2 separate regions of the Hordeum vulgare genome follow, and region 1 is linked to region 2. The links are chromatin contacts, called in public Hi-C maps. All regions are on one chromosome and are shown on one strand. The core of a region is the stretch at or near the end of the contact, and the rest is flanking DNA. Distances in the headings are between cores, read along the strand shown. Region 1 holds the start of LOC123414717 (glutamate--cysteine ligase B, chloroplastic). Region 2 holds the start of LOC123414343 (metal tolerance protein 1-like).

Region 1 (2,700 bases), core at 77-2,576, 640 kb after region 2:
AACATCGACAAAAAAAGCACTACACGCTCCATGATGTAGTCATTGTTGCTCTTGTGATGCCGTGCTCCTTTTCTACATGTTGTTGTCACTCCCTAAAACCACCGCTTAACAAACTATGCCAATGGTACCCGACCGCCATGCTCTACTCCCTTCTACGCCTCTCGACGTTATGGTTTTTGTAAGACAAACGCCCTAAGAATTAGGGTTGGTGACATCTGCTCGAACAAGAGTTATCAAAAGAGAAAACAACTAACCTTAACCTTAGATTATCAAAGCCGTTTATTTTTCGGCATCCAAGATTGTTTAGAATATAGAGCGAGCGGCGATAACCGATGATTATTCAGAATCGACGAGTTCCTTCGACACGGCGATGATCAAGCATCGTGGCCGAGAGCAAAATGGCGCTGCTTTTAAGCTTGCTTCACATTTGTCCGCGGCATGATGAGCCCCTCCGACTTCTTATATTCATACCGTTCTTAAAGGACCTTGTGATAATTGAGCAAAGTCGCCCAAAGTTTTTTAAAAAGAGCCTAGTACGTAGTATAAGTGCACGTGCACTGATGCTCGTGACGGTGCAGTCCGAAAAGCCACGGCCGTCCAGGGCCGAACCTGCCCTCGAAGACGGGCAAGGTTCATTCCGATCCATGATCATGCAAATGTACTACCAGGAGAAGGGATGGCATCGTAGTAGCGCCTGGCAGACAATTTTTGTTCCGTTTTCATCTTCTCTCGGACGACAAAACGCGTGCTCTGGATGTCGTTCTGAGAGCCGAGGCACCAGGAGCTTCCAGGACGAATCAGTGTGCAAGCAAAACGGCGTAATATTTTTCTTCTCAACGCAAGACAATCTCTCTCTCTCTCTCTCTCTCTCATGTCGAGCCGTGCGCTTTCATGCCGCCGCCGTGGCCGTGGCCGTGGCACGGAGCGCCTGCGCCCCACCTCATCGCCGACGTCATTAGCCACTGGCGGCGGCGGCCGTACGAGAACCATCGGCGAAGCTTAATCCCAGCAATTAACAAGCCGTAATCATTAGCGCCAGCGCCCCCCACCACCGAGGAAAGGCAAAAAAAAAAGGAAGGATTAGCAAATCGCCAGCTGTCCAAATCACCCCCTGCTCTGCTCACTCACCAGCTGCTGAGGGAGCGGATTGGGTGACGCGCGCAGCAGCATCCCGCACTTCAAGGCGTCGTCGCTGCTGACGGACGCCCTCCCTCGCCGCCGCCGCTGACGCGTGGGCCCCGCCCCCCACCGCTTTATAACCGCGCCGACGCCGCCCCCATCCCACCCCCCTCCCCCCGCACGCTCCCCCCCTCCGTCCCGAACTCTGAAGCAGCGGCGGACGGCGGCGCGCGCGTCTCCGTCTCCGTCTCCTCGCGCGGCGAATCGCGGACGGAATCGTACCGGTTCTCCGTAGGTGGGTTGGGCGGGGGGTGCGATGGCGACGTCGCGTCGGTATTCCCGCGATTCGCGCTGAGCTTTTTGTTCGTTTTCTGCGGATTTTTTCCCGTCTCTCAGGTTCCTGTTGGGCGTGGCGATGGCGGTCGCGTCGCGGCTGGCGGTGGCGCGGGTAGTCCCGCCGGACGGCGACGCGGGGACCGGTAGGCGGGGCCGGACGGGGTTCGCGGTGGTCGGGCTCCCCGCGGCGGCGAGGAGGGGGAGGCGGCGCGGCGGGGCCGTGGCGGCCAGCCCACCCACGGAGGAGGCGGCCAAGCTGACGGAGCCGCTCACCAAGGAGGACCTCGTCGCCTACCTCGCGTCCGGGTGCAAGCCCAAGGAGAACTGGAGGTGAGGAGCTTCCACATGGCGGTAGAATTCCCGTACTGTTACTTACTGCTGGAACTGGAACGGCTGGAACGGCCGATTCTCACTTCCCAGCTTGCTGTTTAACTCTGCAATTGGGGATTTTGTATTCAATGTTCAGTTGCCCCTGGAGCGGTGGAAGTTTCACATGAGTCAGTCAGTGCCTTGTAGTGACGAACTGGGTGATGTTTGCTACTAGTTTGAAATTGTAGGAATAGTAAGAGGGCGGATGCGTCGAAGTGACCTTTAGTTGTGCCTAATTAGCAAATGAAGCTCTGCGTTGTTCATGGAAGGGGGCACATGGTATTGGTTAGCATAGTTATACTAGACTAGGAACTGAATTGGAGACACATTGTGTTATCTTGTTGGCAAATGGCGCAGCTCATGCACTCATATAATGCTGGAAGTAGTAAAATTGCAATTTGTACATAGAGCAACAAAAACTGATATGTTAGTTAATACGAGTATGTTATATGTGGAAAAAGTAAGCTTACAAATGATTGTCTTAAATGACAGAAAAAGTCTCACTAAGATTAGATATGCTATAGTACTTAATATATCTTGTTAATGTGATGAGTGTACTCATTTTTTCCAATCAGTACATTTATTGGAGATGAAGATCGTTCTGGTGCCTGTGTTCAAATTATTACGGATTTGACAATATATTTTTGTTTTTCTTGAATTTCTATTCCTGTATGATTCCTACCGACTATTTCGGTTAGTTATCTGGTCCATTCCGTGAGTAAATTTCCTGTTATGCAGAATTGGCACAGAACATGAGAAGTTTGGTTTTGATGTCAAAACATTGCGCCCTATAACGTATGATCAGATCAGTGCCATACTCAATGGGCTGTCTGAGAGATTTGAATGGGACAAGATAATGGAAGAAAACCATGTTAT
Region 2 (2,700 bases), core at 156-2,655:
AGTAGCATCCTTCGGATTTTCCTTTTCCTCCCTCCTCCTCTGACCCCGAGCCGCCCCGATCCAACCCCGTAACTGAAACCCACCCGCGGCAGAAACTGGAAACGAAAAGAAGAAAAAAATCGCCGCGGAGACGCCGCGGGTGAGCCGGGAACCGCACGAGGCGGAATGGAGTGGGCGAGCCCTCTCGCCGTGGATGGCCCATTGGTGGCAACGGGGCGGAGCGGAGTGGAAGATCAATCCACGGATAATCATCCTTGGTTACGGCGGGGCAACCAGAGAGTGGAAGAGCGAGAGGAAGAGGGAGGGAGGCTGAGGCGAGGATAGGAGAGGCGCTAACCTGGGTGGGGATGGACGGAGCCTCGGCGGTGAGCAGCGCCGCCGCCGCCGCCGCCACGGAGTTGTGCGACACGCGACGGTAGGGAGGGAGGGAGGCGGTTCGTGGGCTCGTGGCAAGGAGGCGTGAGTCGCCAGGGGATTGTGAAGAAAAGGGGCGAGCCCAAGGGTAGTTGGGTAATTCGTGTCGGTAAAGGAAAGGAAAGGAAAAGGAGGAGGGATATCCCGACCTCCGATCCTTTGGATACCCTTCTCCCGCAGAATTTATTTACCGTGGCCACTTCGTGATTATAGAGTAAAAAAAAAAGGAAGAAGAAGAATGCAACGAAACGGCCATGCTTTCCGTTTCGAAGCACGTGACGGCGACGACGCAGGTTACGGATCTTTTGTGCCGCGCGCATTAAAACCAAAAAAACTGATTTGAGCTCTACTGTGACCCATCCAAACCAGGACCGAAGTTCAAAGAAAACCTGGAATTCGCCAACGTAGCAGCGGGGGATTACTGCTGGAGGTTCAAAGAAAGCAGCGTCGCGTCAGAGATGATGGCTGATGGCGAATCGTACTATGTGCGAGCGAGCACATTCGATTCGTCGTGCGGGCGACCAGAGCGGCGGGGGGAAGAAAGAGGGTCTCGCACGGCTCCGCGCGCCGTCGGGAGCCTTCTGCCGCCTTCTTGGTGGTGCCGCCCGCGCCGATCGACGGGAACGGAAACGGGAACGAAGTCGAGGGAGCGAGAACGTTTTGCAGCAACTACGGAGGAGGAAGGGGACGGGGAGTGCCATGGACGATAAAGCGGAGAGTCTGCCGAGCGGACGTCGGCGTCCACGGAACTGGGAGGAATGTTGGCTGGATGCTTGGAGACTGGGATGGGTTTTACCTGTGCCTGCTCTGGACGCCGGTGGCCGGCCGGTGATCCCCGCGAGCGCGGGAGGGCGGCGGGAGGCGGCTGGCGATCTTCGCGCGCGGGCGTCGGCGGGGTTGGGGGCCGAGGAGGAGGACTGGTAGGAGAGGAGGAGGGATGGGTCGGGTGGACAGGTGCCTTGCGGATCTCGTTTTATAAGGCCAGCTCACACGAGCAAAACGGGGAAGGGGTTTCTTTATGGCTTACTCAGACAACTCACGCCGCGCAGGGGGAAAATTGTCAGCACTCACCTCATTCCGGGTTTTGCCAACTATGATTCTGTTTGGATCCTCTAACTCAGTTAGTGGTTAGGGTTAAATTCTAATTCTAGACTAATCTTAAATTAACTCTAACTAAAGAGGTGTTTGAATAGCAGGGTTAAATTGTAAATAAATGATTTTTTTTCAATCATTTGGTTCCTTTAACCAAGATTTGGTATGGTGAAGGTAGAGGAAAAAGTAACTTTTCTTGGCCCCATCTAACTCTAACCCAAATAAGCATCTCTTAGGTGGGTTAGTTTTTTTGGATGGGTTAGATGCATCTAACCAACTCTAACTCTCCTGTTTGGATGTTTTGGGTTAGTTCAGTCCAATCTAACCAACTCTAATTCTAACCCATGGATCCAAACAGGGTCTATGGAATTTGCCTTTAGAGTTCAGATTTCGTATGAATTCTGTTTAAATAGTACATCCAACCTAGATTCTATCTGCTTTCTTTTAACGCAATACGGATGCAAACACTCGTAAAGTTATTTGCTTCTATCTTGTCCTTTGTGCCGGTATTGATGTCTTTCAAAACATGCTTTCGTCCCGTTTTATATGTAAAACAATAACACCCAAGTTACATGGCGGGACGATATAATGTCGTGGGGTAGCCCCCCGATACAACAGATCCCTAAATACGGAGCCAACATAATCACACAAGACTACATGGCTGGAAAACTACAGACGGAAAGACCAGAGTACAACGCTACGACCACCGCTGCCAAGCCCAAAAGGACAAGGGTTTTCACCCGAAGACTCGTCATTGAGAGGGGAACCACGATGACGTCTTCAAGAAGATAGCGACACTCGCAGATGTCGGCGGCGCCGCCGCCAAAGCGCGGAGTTTTCGCTCGACAGCTCACCTGTGTCGCCAAGAGATACCCAGACCAATCGCGACGAGAACCGGCCTCCAGATCCGGATACGGGCAACGTCATTTCCCAAGACACAAAGTAAGCCCTGAGCCACCCACCGCTACACCCCGCATTGTCCAGACGACCAACAAGCGTAGCCACCACTGTTGTCATGGGACCTGCCGGAAAGCCACCATACTGACCGCCCTTCGGGCCACCGTCCTCGCATCCATGTCCCGAGACACCACCAAATGTCAACATCACAACACGCAACCACAGTGGGAAGAACAGAAGGGATCTCCTAATCCTAGCACGACATCAACAACCTAGCCTGGGTGAGCGCATCCACCG

What was found. Hi-C and Micro-C count contacts between places; a contact is called where the count stands out from the background.
Region 1: a Hi-C map of leaf shows a contact between it and region 2, with 5 times the contacts expected there. The contact joins the promoter of LOC123414717 here to the promoter of LOC123414343 in region 2. A contact is called at or near these places in 2 of 6 Hi-C or Micro-C datasets (leaf and seedling).

What each region holds. Positions count from the first base shown.
Region 1 is chr1H:46,807,110-46,809,809 of MorexV3_pseudomolecules_assembly, forward strand. LOC123414717 (glutamate--cysteine ligase B, chloroplastic) reads left to right here and starts at 1,327. Exons shown (of 16, transcript XM_045106678.1): 1 at 1,327-1,414; 2 at 1,516-1,785; 3 at 2,563-2,700. The coding sequence starts at 1,535.
Region 2 is chr1H:46,169,930-46,172,629 of MorexV3_pseudomolecules_assembly, forward strand. It overlaps LOC123414343 (metal tolerance protein 1-like), which reads right to left and starts at 1,406. Exons shown (of 2, transcript XM_045106670.1): 1 at 1,211-1,406.